3 separate regions of the Gossypium hirsutum genome follow, and regions 2 and 3 are each linked to region 1. The links are chromatin contacts, called in public Hi-C maps. All regions are on one chromosome and are shown on one strand. The core of a region is the stretch at or near the end of the contact, and the rest is flanking DNA. Distances in the headings are between cores, read along the strand shown. Region 1 holds the start of LOC107919781. Region 2 holds the start of LOC107955915 (receptor-like protein kinase FERONIA). Region 3 holds the start of LOC121232118 (UDP-arabinopyranose mutase 1).

The links. A called contact is a pair of places that touch in the nucleus more often than the background predicts.
Region 2: a Hi-C map of leaf shows a contact between it and region 1, with 2.1 times the contacts expected there. The contact joins the promoter of LOC107955915 here to the promoter of LOC107919781 in region 1. A contact is called at or near these places in 3 of 34 Hi-C or Micro-C datasets (all in leaf).
Region 3: a Hi-C map of leaf shows a contact between it and region 1, with 2.3 times the contacts expected there. The contact joins the promoter of LOC121232118 here to the promoter of LOC107919781 in region 1. A contact is called at or near these places in 10 of 34 Hi-C or Micro-C datasets (callus, hypocotyl, leaf and 2 more).

What each region holds. Positions count from the first base shown.
Region 1 is chrA07:12,112,328-12,116,922 of Gossypium_hirsutum_v2.1, reverse strand. It overlaps LOC107919781, which reads right to left and starts at 2,035. Exons shown (of 5, transcript XM_041117574.1): 1 at 1,903-2,035; 2 at 1,781-1,818; 3 at 1,630-1,699; 4 at 1,135-1,196. The coding sequence starts at 1,990.
Region 2 is chrA07:12,336,856-12,341,450 of Gossypium_hirsutum_v2.1, reverse strand. It overlaps LOC107955915 (receptor-like protein kinase FERONIA), which reads left to right and starts at 2,321. Exons shown (of 2, transcript XM_016891696.2): 1 at 2,321-2,326; 2 at 2,407-3,770. The coding sequence starts at 2,321. The coding sequence ends at 3,639. It overlaps LOC121232121 (probable receptor-like protein kinase At5g39030), which reads left to right and starts at 1,214. Exons shown (of 2, transcript XM_041117581.1): 1 at 1,214-1,791; 2 at 1,885-3,770. The coding sequence starts at 1,214. The coding sequence ends at 2,314.
Region 3 is chrA07:12,287,541-12,292,135 of Gossypium_hirsutum_v2.1, reverse strand. LOC121232118 (UDP-arabinopyranose mutase 1) reads left to right here and starts at 1,957. Exons shown (of 3, transcript XM_041117577.1): 1 at 1,957-2,365; 2 at 3,425-3,844; 3 at 3,933-4,505. The coding sequence starts at 2,024. The coding sequence ends at 4,265.

The sequences.
Region 1 (4,595 bases), core at 786-3,285:
TTTTGTTTGGCATAATTTGACTCATCTACTTTTAGAATGTTATTTATTGATCTAAATAAACTAATAACAACATTAAATATTTTGCTTATAATGTTTCGCAATTTTTTTTAAATACCCTTTCCACTGTATCATGCTAATATGTATTATTTTTTTTGTTGGAATGGGTGTTTTTAAGAAAATTTCATGTCAATATTTTAAGTAGAATAGTTAGTGGTATTAATTATTGAACTAACTAATGACATCATAAAAGTAGGACAAATGGCATCCTCCTTACTTAACAATGCCATATAAAGGCATGGATTCAAATCCCAGAAATAGCAAATGCTGAGATTTACTTGGTAGGTGGCACTCTCCCTCCATAAACCCCATAGACCTGTTGAACAGGTCTATTATCCACCCTATTGAGGGGTCATTTCTCTCCAAGTGGTCAAAATTCCCTTAACAACTATCAAATATATAGAGAGAGAGAAAGAGACTAAATCTCTAATTTTGTTATAATAGAAGGATCAAAATTTTATGCAAAAACAGAGGGATCAAACTCATAATTTAACCTAATTTATTATTCAAGGTTATTAAACTACACCCAATGTTATTAAACTATTAGTAAGTTTACATTTTGATCACTCAACTTCAAAAAGATACAAAATAGTCACTAAACTATTCAAAAGTTTTTATTTAAGTCATTGGGCTGTTAAGTTTTTTTTTTTTTAGGACCAGCTAGCGAGCTCCAAGTTACAATTTGGCGATCAGTACGGTGGATCAGTATCCATCGATGAGTAGAAGAATATACATTGGATCCAAATCAATCTAATAGTCAGTATCTGAGGGACAATTGTTTGGATTTTAGTCTGAAGATTCATAATGTTTAAAGTTGTTTCATGAAAAAATTGAGTTGTAAAAGAGAAGGGGAAAGGGAGCTTTTGATTGGTGTAGATGGTGCAAATAGATAAGGCCATACAACAACGATTTTAATAACCCAATTACTTAAATGAAAACTTTCGAATAGTTTAATGACCATCTTATAACCTTTTGAAGTTGAGTAACCAAAATTTAAACTTACTAATAATTTAATAATCTTGAGTGTAATTTACCTAATATAGAATAATTATATAAACCACTTGAGAGAAAGAGAACCTGATTACTTGCTTGATCGTGAAATTTTTGGGTGGACATAATTTCAGCATCATTATTCCCACCTGCATTCAATACACAACATTTATAATGAATATTGCTTAAATACAATATTAGAAGAGAAGGGGATGAAAGAATTTAAACCTGTAACATGTAAGTACTAGACGAAAGTCGTATTCATTTCTCAAACCATTTCAAGCACCAAAAACATCCCTTTTTATAAGAACAATTTTTTTTCTTTCCATACATGTCATTAGATATTCACACAATATCTTAATGTCCCTAAAATTTACCCAGCTTATAAACATACAAAGAAAAAAAAGGATCTAAGTGCTGCATTTGCATGCCTTTAATTTTTTTTTTTTTTTGCTCAGTTATGCTCAGGAGGGTGACGTTTAGGGCCACCATAATCATCACCAAGAGCTACAAAATCATCTCTTTCAACCTTAGTTTCATGATCCCATGTTTTACATTTGCCATCATAGCTGTAATTTGCACCTGAATTCTTTGAATCCACACCTACTTCATGTCCTCCCATTTTCCTTTCTCTAAAACCCTCATCAAATTCCTGCATAAATATATATATATAATCTTTTTAATACAAAAGATATCGTAATAGGATTGTAGATACTAAGATTCGAAACCCAACCTTTCGAACAGATACAACATATTCTTTACTTTCATCACCTAGAACAAAAATTGAAATAACAAGATAATCTTAACCAAGAGTGATCTAAAAGATAAAAGTTACACCAATTAATATATATATACCTTGATGAGAATGCATTGAGGACTTCTTGAGGGTATATAAAACTAAGAAAACCCAAAGTATTATATCTATGAACCTTATATGCAACATCTTCGGTGAATAAAAATAGGTTCTTTTTCTTTGCTTAAAAACTAATCAAAGAGATGAAATCTGGAATTTGAAGAGAGTCTCAAAGTTCAAAAACCCAATTAGTCAAAATTAGGGTTTTTGGACATTGTTGCTTAATTAATTAAAAATATTGATTTCTGTGATAAATACAGAGCTTAGGAAAGCTCACCAATTTTATTTTTTTTAAATAACTATATCAGCTAATATCCAATTTAAAAATTAATGAAAACAGATTAGTATTCTTTTTTTTAAAAAAGCTTGAATGTGATTTTGTCCCCTATTGTATTTGGATTGGAAATGTTGATTTTGTCACTCTTTGTTTTCATGCATGCAACATTGATTATAATACGAAATGTTAATTAAAATACTATTTTAATTATATGCTAAGATTTTAAAAAATTCTGGAATTTATTTTTCAAGCTTAACTAGTTTGTTTCATTCAATATAATATATTGGTTATAATTTATTAGATGCTATTTGAGACTTATTTTGTATTATTAAATAAAAAGGGTCAGAGATTCTTCTGCTTGATTAAAATATTACATAAAACAAAGGAGAATGTGATATTAAAAAAGAAAAAAAGAAAAAACAAATCTACCTATCTTCCCTAGGATACCCTGTTGTATCTATATAGCTAGGCAAATTTCTAGTTTTCTTTCTTTTTATTAAAAAAAGTTTTCGTTTTAAAGGCATGCTTTATTGTTATATTAAATTATATAAATGACTTTCGCCCTCAATTTAGTCAACCAAAATTATTTAAAAGGTTTTTTTATTAAAAAACATTATTTTCCTAAATAATATCGCCCAAGATTAAAATCTTAAGTTAATAAATATTGAGTATAATGGTAAAGTGCATTATACTTTAAAAAAAAAAATGCAGGTTCAAACTTTGAAAACGAAATTGTTGAAAAAGACAATTATAAATACTAAACAGTATACAAAATTGTTCGAGTGCCATCATATGCAAATGCCACGTGTAAATTCTTTATTAAGTTATTTTAGATTTAAACCTCATCATTAATTCACATTATTTAAATTTATTCTAATCTAACTTCAAATATATTTTAATTCTAATTGATGAAATGTACATTACCTATCCTTTTTACTATACTTGTGCAACACTTAAATAAATATTAAATTCCTATAAATGTGAGAAAAAAATTAGGGTGAAAATAGCAATTAAACAAGACAACTAAATGAGAATATATTATTTATTTTAATAATATAATTTCCAATTAAACCACACATGAGTAGCAAAAAAATTGTGTTTTAAGTTTCATTTTATATAATTTCAAGTAAGATCCCTGAATATCCATTACCTTTATAAAAAAAAATTAATAATATAATTATATTTGTGGTATATGTAATTTTTGGATATAATTAAATATTCTAATTTATTTAAGATTTAATATGCATATATTTATAATATATATAAAAAAATATGAATTTAGAAAAAATTTTGAATTGACAAAAATACTTTTTGATGTTCATTTAATTACTAAACTGACATTAAACAAATAATTTTTCACACTTAAGAACAATAGATAAAAACTTTTATAAAAAATAATAGATAAAATAATATCATTAATTTTTTTGTATAAAGAGTTTTTATTGGTTTGAACTACACAATTGAGTATATTAGTTATTAATAATATATTATTTTAAAACAATTATTATTTAATTAGTATTATAATTATATACCTATTAAAATTAAGATTTATTAGTATAAATAACGTTGAAAAATATGGAAAGGATGGAGTGTCCACTCCTTTACCTACTTCCTCCAAGCACAAAGCCTAATTTCAACAATTGTTCGGGCCAACACTTGGTATCACAGCTTGTCACTTAATGTAGCTAGTGGAGAACCCTTGTGTTGATAGATTCAAATTATAAAAGGATCATCTACCTCATGTCCCCTGATGTTGGAAATTGGCCATTATACTTACTGGAAAACTTGCATGAAAGCTTATATTAAATCCATTGGTGAAAAGGCTTTGGCGTGTCGTTCTTATTGGAGGGAACCACCAATGATGGATAGTAAAAATGGGCGAGTAGCCAAGCTAAAAGTGCAATGGGCCACTGAGGAACACTACAAGTTATAAGTATAAAAATTTGTTAGTATAAGGCCTAAAGATCTATGTTGACGGTCAAATGGGCTACTCCAATAAAATATGATTCATTGCTATTGGGATATATTGGTTTAAGCTTTTAGGGATGGCTAGAATCTGTTTGTATATGCCTCTTAGGCTATAATGACAACTATTCCGTAAGTAAATGTTGTTTTCAATGCTCACTATCCACCATAACTTTTCATACCGTTTAATCCGTCAGTAAATTAATAATCATATACTGACAAAATTAAGAGCGGTTTCCGTCGGTAAAACTCATTTTGAGTTTTTTATTTTTGTAATCTATTATCAATATATAATAAAAATCCAATAGGAAAGATGAATATTGTAATTTTTCTTCATTTTTATTGCTTTATACTGACGATATCTACCATTAGTATAGATTTAAAATTAATCAATAGAAGATCTAAATAGTGTTTAATTAATTTTAAAACATTCTTCATAATTAAATTAATTGT
Region 2 (4,595 bases), core at 1,072-3,571, 220 kb before region 1:
AAACTTTGAAAATATTTTTTTTGCCTTATTTTTTTTTCGGACATGTCATCAATAATTTTTAAATTTTGGTAGTCCAAGTACATCGATTAAATTATCAAAGTCCCAAACACTCTAATCTAGGAATTGGAAATACAAACTAAATTGAACCAAGGGAGATAACTTTGTAAATTTCATGTTCAGTAGAGATGTCCGACTTCATCTCTTTCTAATAATCATCAACTATTTCGTGTTCATTTCTTTTTTTAAGTCATTTGATATATTTTTCTCTTTTTTTAACTCATATGCTTTAGTTTTTTTATTTATACTTTTTTTAGATTTTTAAATTTTTTTATTTTTTTATTTTTTTAAACTTTAAGAATTAGAACTAAATTGACAAATGTTATAAATATTGAAGACTAAATTTATTTATTTTTTTACAAGTAGAACAAATTATAAATTTTGTAATAATTAGAGGGCTAAAATTTATTATTAGGCTAATAAAAAAAGACCAAATATGGGAGCAACTAATTGGAGAGTAACTAAAATATTTGATTTCGAAAAGTTGAGTGACTAAATCAAAAAAAATAATAATTAGGTGACCAAAATAAAACTAAAGGCATACATAAGTGACTATTTTTATAATATCCCCTTAAATTTTCAAAATTCCCATTAAATATTTTTTTCCTATAAAGAAAATTATTAATAATAAACTTTGAAAGAGGTAGAAGCCAATAAATGCCAACCCAACAAAGCAGACTCCATTGCAAACCAAATCACTACCAACCATTAAATAAAGGCCTTATTGGCAACCAATCCTTTATTTGAAAACCAATGTCAAATATTTATTTATTTTACTAAGTCATTTTGGTTTCGCTTTGGGTTGTTTTCTTAATTCCTCGTAGTCTAGACTACTATCTTTTTCTTTCAAAGTCATCCTTTTTATTGTTACTTGATGGACTTACAATAGCAGACTATTCTTTCCATTAGTTACCCAAATAAGACGTATGGGACATGAATAGGTCTAGTACAAGATTGAAGCTTAAATTGGTGCAATGAGCCAATGACCAAAGAAGGCAGTTTCCGTCTTTATTAGAAGACTTAAGCAAGTATCACGGTTTATTAGAATTTGATGAATTTTCTTGGCCTCTCCAGCCCTCTATAATTGCTTATAAATTAGGTTTTTCCTACAACATTCAATTAGTTATCCAAAAAGAAATCAATTGAGTCCCATGCAATGCTCACTTTTATTGTCTGCCTGTTGGTTCTCCATACTATAGCCATGGGTGACGAATCAGCAGCCTATACACCAACTGATTATATTCTCCTCAACTGTGGTGCATCTTCATCATCAGATTCTGTATCGGAAGAAGGCCGGAAATGGATCACCGATGAAGGATCCAAATTTTCCATCTTTTCCAAGAACACTTCATTTGCATCCACAGCCTCTAGGCAAGACCAGTCTATTACTCGAACTCCTTACATGACTGCTAGAGTTTTTCATGAGACATTTACTTATAGCTTTCCAGTATCACCTGGCCTTAAGTTTCTTCGTTTATATTTCTACCCGTTCCAATACTCTGGCTTTGATGGATCCACTTCTTTCTTCTATGTTACAGCCAACGATCACCTTCTCCTCCAAAATTTCATTGCTTATTTAACACTTTCTTCTGAGGATAACCAGGGAGCCTCGTTGATCAAGGAGTTTATGGTACCATGTTTCGAAACTGAGAAGCTGAATGTCACTTTTTGGCCGTCGCCCAACTCTTTGGCCTTTGTGAACGGTATTGAAGCTGTTTCCATGCCGAAGAACTTGTATGTAAAACACCAAGATAACTCTATATCTTTCGTAAATAGTAAGATTCCCTTTGACATCCCTGATGCTACTGCTTTTGAAACTGTTTATAGTCTAAACGTTGGCCAAGCAACCGCGGCTAACGTCAATGATACCGGAATGTTTCGAACGTGGCTTGACGATACACCTTATATCTTTGGAGGTGCACGGGGAATTACTCCTACTCGATCTAATGTTACAATCAAATACTCCAAAGACACCCCGGCATATACAGCTCCGGCTGTTGTCTACACCCAATCAAGAACAATGGGTAGGGATCCATATATCAATATGAATTACAATCTGACATGGAACTTCGATATTGATGGTGGCTTCAACTACCTCCTTAGGCTCCATTTCTGCGAGACTCTATTAGAATTTACAGAGGCAGGTCAACGAGTCTTTGACATTTTCATCAACAACCGTACGGCTCAAAAGGATGCCGATGTGATATATTGGAGTGGCGGTATAGCATTCCGGTGTATAAAGACTATGTTGTGTTGATTCCAAATGAAGGTCAAAATAAGCAAATTTTATGGCTAGCGTTAGACCCTGCTCGTTCGCAGTTTGTTGATGCAATACTACATGGTTTACAGATTTTTAGACTCAACAAATCCGACGGTAGTCTTGCTGTGCCAAATCCACAACCGAGTTCGAGTCATGCATCACGAAAACCAGGCAACAAGCAACCGAAGAAGGGCAAAGAGAATCTGCTTCCTATGAAGACTATCATTGGAGCTACCCCGGGATGCACAGCTACTGTATTGCTTTGCCTTCTACTTTCCATGATTTTCTGGCGAAAAAAACGTCATTCTTTTTCAATTCGAAAGTCGAAGGAAAGAAGAAAAGCTTCACCATTGCCAGACCAACTATGCCAGTGTTTTACATTAGCAGAAATCCAAGCAGTAACCAACGACTTTGACGATGCTTTCGTCATAGAGCGCGGCGGATTTGGTAACGTCTACAAGGGCTTCATCTCAAGAATCAAATCTGAAGTGGCAATCAAGCGATTGAACTCCTTGTCCCAACAAGGAGCACGAGAGTTTTGGATAGAAATCCAACTGCTTTCTCAGCTTCGATATGTGAATCTCGTGTCTCTAATCGGTTACTGCAACGATAACAACGAGATGATTCTTATCTACGAGTACATGGCAAATGGAACTCTCCGTGACCATCTCTACAACACGAAAAGGAATCCCCTGTCATGGAAACAGAGACTGAAAATTTGTATCGATGCAGCCCGTGGATTAGATTACCTACATTCAGGAGCAATTCATCGAATCATTCACCGGGACGTTAAGAGCACCAACATTTTGCTGGATGAGCAATATGTAGCTAAAATCTCTAATTTCGGCTTGTCTAAAATGAGTCCAATTAGCATGACAAATTTTCCACTTACAACAGTGGTAAAAGGTACTTTCGGCTACATGGACCCTGAATATTACAAGCGTGTACGATTGACTGAGAAGTCGGATGTCTATTCTTTCGGAGTGGTGCTATTCGAAGTGTTGTTTACTAGACTGGCAGTCGATTCAAAAGTAGAATATTCACAGATCAGTTTAGCTGATTGGGGTCGAAAATGTGTGGCGAATGAGAGTATTAATGAAAGCATCGATCCTTTTCTGAAAGGTAAAATTTCACCCAGCTGTTTAAGAACATTTTCCAATGTTGCAGAAAATTGTATTCATGAAAATGGTTGCGAAACGCGTTCCATGAATGATGTAGCAAATAGACTTGAGCTCGCTTTGCAAATGCAAGAAATTGAGGATGTTGAACAAAATTGTCAAGTTAGTGATGGAGCTCAGTCCCAAGTGAATCAAGATATCTAGTTTTAACAATTTATGTTACATGTTTTTTTTTTTTTGTTTATAAAGCATGTTTGCTTTACATAAACATATTTTCAATTAAGTTAATTACTTTGTATTCACTCAACTATTAGTAAATATTTTTTTTCATTCAATTATGAAAAGCTATAAAATAGTCATTTAACTATTTGACTTTTTCTTTTTTTAGTCACTAGTTTTTAAATTATTATCGGGAAGATTACTTGCAAACTTTTAAAATTGGCATGATAACAACTTTAACTGATCTAAACATTTAATATTGTGTTCATTTAGTCTTGATATTGAAATATTTAACCCTCAACATTTACACCTTGTATATTTTAGTCTCTTTTTGAAATTTTTTTTTTGTGATGTTAAGGGTTAATTTTAAAAGAATGAGAAAATTTAAAAATTATTATATTAAATTTTTTGGTGTTTCCATTTTTGGTATATTTTTTTTATCAAATTTAGTTGATAAATTTGTTTTCTTTAACTTTTTAGGTGAAAGGGTCACAAAGTAAAGCAAAACAAAACTTTAAAAAAAAAACTAAATTACACAAAGTGTAAATGTTGAGGAATAAATTTTCTAGAATCAAAACTAAATTGACACGTTGTATAAATATTAAGAATTAAAGTTGTTATTATGCTTATTTTAAAAGTTGTCATATTATTTTTCCTTTAATTATTTAATGATTAGTGACCAAAAAAGAAACTAATAATTAGATAATTATCAGTATAGTTTAGACAAATGAAAATTAAATTTTGATAAAAAATTGTGTTTTAATTGTCAAAAATCGAGCTTTAAATTAAAGTTTAAGACCGGATTTGTAAAACATATTTCAACTAGGTCAAGTGGACTCAATTAAAAATTGAAGACAACAAAAAAAAAAGTAATGTTATTTATTAACAAAAATAAAAATATTTTCTTATGCATAAAAATGACTCATCATCGTTTTATTGAA
Region 3 (4,595 bases), core at 708-3,207, 180 kb before region 1:
CACATTTTATCTTTAAAAATAATTTTTATTAAAAAATCACATTTTTACATTTAATATATTTTTTAATTCCAAAATATATAGTGACAAGAATATGAAGATAATTGAAACAACTAAGCAAGAAAAGAAGCTAACCCATATATAAAAGATTAATAAATAAATTATGAGGTGATGAAAGGTAATAAAAAATTTGGTTACGGTGGACAAATTTTATTACGATGGGTGACAGTTGTTACAAGGACCCAAAATTATTTTTTAAAATTTAACTCGAACAAATATATTTGATTCGAGAAAATTTCAAATTAAATTAAGATGATAAAATATGATTCGTCAACTCGATTAACTCAAAATTTTTTCATTCGATTCGATTTGATCAAACGCTCACCCTTACTAAATTCTACAAAAATATTCATTTAAGTCAGTGGATTGTTAGAATCATTAATACATAGTCTTCTCCATTCGCACTGTCTATACTAAGCAAAAGCTCTTCTTTCTCCTTTTTTTTTTCTTTTACAGTTTAGTTTTTTTTATAAATCAATTTTAAACGTCATGAACTTTCGAAACAAAATCTAAATAATTTTTTTTCTGATTTCCGACACTAATTATCATATTAAAGTATTAGATCTAAGATATGTTTTTTTATTCGTCGACATACATGCATATATTTTTAATTCAATTTTCTAATTAATTATAATTTAAATATAAAAAGAGGCAGAGGAAAACAATTTGGGAATAATGACTCTAACATGCCAGCATTTATTAATAAATCTACATATTCTAGCACATGGATTCATATTTTAGTCTTTTAATTTAATTAAATAATAAAAACAAACCCATTTTTAATAGGTTCATGTAGACATACATGCATCCCAGTTGTTCCACTACTTGTTATACATGGGAAGGAAAAGTCAATTTTCTTTTTAGAAAACACATTAAAATTAATATATTGCAGAGATGGAATATTTACATTTATGGCAACACATTCCTTCTCTCAATGGTAGGTTGAAATGCATATATTTATTGCCTTCTAAAACTTTTAATATTGCATTTGGATTTTGTATTAGAAGTTAGATTATATTTTATTTTTTTACTTAAAAAATAAATAAATTAGTCCTTGTACATTAAATCAAAGAATAAATTAATTATCTTTGTTAACATAATATTAATACTTTGTTGACTTCCAACATTTTAAAATTTAAAAATCTAATTAACTCAAGAAGTAAAATAAATAAATAAACCCTTACATTAAAAAAATAGTAAACTATACCCAATGTCACTAAACTTCATAAAATTACTAAATAATCACTGAATTATTTAAAATTTTTTATTTAAGTTACTAAACTATTCAAAAAAAATTATTTAAGTTACTAGGATGCTACTTTTTTAAAAAAAATTTTTTGACTAGCTAACTCTAAACGATGATTCGACGATTGGAACGATAGATCAATACACATCAACGAGTAGAAAAATATACCTTAGATTCAAGTTGATCTAATGGACAATGTCGGATATTAAAGAAGAAAGTTTTTTGGATATTGGTTCACAAATTTGTGACATTTAAAGTTATTTCATGAAAAAGAAATTGAAGAGTAGAATAGAAAGGGAAGAGAATTTTCGATATTGGTATAGGCAATGTGAGCATAGAAAGCAATACAATAATGATTTTAATAGCACGGTGGCTTTAAATGAAAATTTTTGAATTATTCAATGATAATCATTTTGTAATTTTTTAAAATTAAATAACTAAAACATAAATTTACTACTAATTTAGTGACCTCAGATACAATTTTCCCTTAAAACAATTGAAATTGCCTTAAGCCTTAGATTCAGGCTTTTTGCCTCTTTGAAGAAGTCAAATTACATTTAAGCACGTCTCTTCACACGTGCCACCACTTCATTTCGCACGTGCCATTCTTTTCCCCTTCCATATATACTCGCATTAATTCACAAAATCTCCCTCTCACCCAATCCCTCAAAAAGAAAAAGAAAAAAAAACCCATTCTTTTTGTTGTTTTTTAATCCAAAAATGGCTGAACCAGCAACGGCAACCCAAGCAGCAGCACCCGCAGTACCTCAACTAAAAGATGAACTTGACATTGTTATACCAACTATAAGAAACTTAGATTTTCTTGAGATGTGGAGACCATTTTTTCAACCTTACCATCTCATCATTGTTCAAGATGGTGATCCTTCAAAGACTATCAAAGTCCCTGATGGTTTTGGTTATGAACTTTATAATAGGAATGATATTAATAGGATTTTGGGTCCTAAAGCTTCTTGCATTTCATTCAAGGATTCTGCTTGTCGTTGCTTTGGTTATATGGTGTCTAAGAAGAAGTATATTTTCACCATTGATGATGACTGTTTTGTAAGTTTTCTTCTTCTTTTTTATTATCTTATTTTGATGTTTTGGATTCTGGGTTTTTGGTATTTTAGTCTAATTCTTGATCTTTAGATGTTTTGGTTTCTGGGTTTTTGTTGTTTTGGTCAAAAGATGAATTTTTTTTCATTGTTTTGATTGGATATTATCAATTGAAATTGATAATTTTGAGAGGAATGTGCACAATATGGATAGTGTTAGCTCTATTGGTATTAGGAATGACCCATAGGGAGGAAGCTAGTAGTTTATTTTCGGGGTATTAGAAATGAGTAATGACCATATTGTGCACAATATGGATAGCCTTTGTATATGCTTATTTTTTAAAATTTTACAGAGATTAAACTGAATTTTTTTTCAACTTTGGGATCTGAGTGTATTTTTACCATCAAACTAAGTAAAATGATAATTTGTCATTTTGGAGCCAGTGTCCCTGTCTGCCTCCTTCACTGTCCCTGCCGAGAATGTGGAAATTACGAGTAGTTTAAAATTTGTATAAAAAATATGAAACGATTTGATAAGTAATAACCTTCTCAATAATTTCATAATTTGAATTGATTTATGCATTTTTTTTATAGCATGATGCTGCATTATGGAATGTCTATTGTGATTTCATCTATTTTCATTTGACTAAAGAAGGTAAAACTACCACGGAAGCCTTAGTATTAAGAGTTACGGAAGCCTTAGTATTAAGAGTTGGATTGCATTTCTGTTATAAATTCCATCCATTTCTAGGGTTAAAAATTGGTCTCTATACATAAATACATGTCATTGTTTGGTTATTCCATCAATCACGTTAATTTGCTCTTTGATCTAACGTATTTTAAGTTGAGGGTATAAAATGCAATATAACTCTTAGTACAAGGTGCCTCTATGATGCTTTTACGATTAAAAACTTTTAAGTTATTTTTCACATGGAATGGTCATTTAGCTGCTTAGCACATGCTCTATCATATGAAAATTTACCTTTCTAATTTCTAAATAATTGATTTGCAGTGTGATCTACAACTTTCGGATTCTAAAAATTCTGTATATTGTTTATGATTTTAGGTTGCTAAGGACCCATCTGGTAAAGCAATCAATGCACTTGAGCAACACATCAAGAACCTATTGTCCCCATCCACACCCTTCTTCTTCAACACCTTATATGATCCCTTCAGAGACGGTGCTGATTTCGTTCGTGGCTACCCTTTCAGTCTTCGCGAGGGTGTTCCCACTGCCGTCTCTCATGGCCTATGGCTAAACATCCCAGATTACGACGCACCAACTCAACTTGTCAAGCCTCTCGAGAGGAACACTAGGTTTGTTGACGCGGTCTTGACAATTCCAAAGGGTACTTTGTTCCCTATGTGCGGTATGAACTTGGCATTTGACCGTGAGCTCATTGGCCCTGCAATGTACTTTGGACTCATGGGAGACGGTCAACCTATCGGTCGTTACGATGACATGTGGGCTGGTTGGTGCACCAAGGTATATCATCAAAACCCAAACCGTTCTATAAATTTTCAAATTTCATTACAAGGTAACCGGCTAACCTCCATTCGACGATTTTGTGTAGGTGATATGTGACCATTTAGCACTCGGGGTCAAAACCGGGCTACCGTATATCTACCATAGCAAAGCAAGTAACCCATTTGTGAACTTAAGGAAGGAATACAAGGGTATTTTCTGGCAAGAAGAGATTATTCCATTTTTTCAACAAATTGTACTTCCAAAAGACTGCACCACTGTCCAAAAATGTTACATTGAATTGGCTAAACAGGTCAAAGAAAAGCTAAGCAAAGTTGACCCATATTTTGACAAGTTGGCTGAGGCTATGGTCACATGGATTGAAGCTTGGGATGAGCTTAACCCAACTGGTTCTTCAGTAACAAATGGCAAAGCAAAATAAAAAAGAGAAAAAAAGCGGATCTTCATTAGCCACAGTTGCAATTGTTGAGTTATTATTATTATTATTATTGTACCATTACTTATGTTATAATGGGGTTTTTTTTTTTACAGATTTTTGAAGGACCTTGATGTAATTTTATTGTTTTTTATGTTCCATGAAGTTTAGTTTACAGCATTAAAAACTTCATTAGCTTTATTTTTGTTTTTATAATATTAATAAAATGAATTCCTTTTTTTGGAATTTTGATTCGAAGAAGATTGCATTTACTTTAAAGTTTAATTTTTTTTTATTTAAATTAGTATCTGAATTTGACAATTACTTTTCCATTGG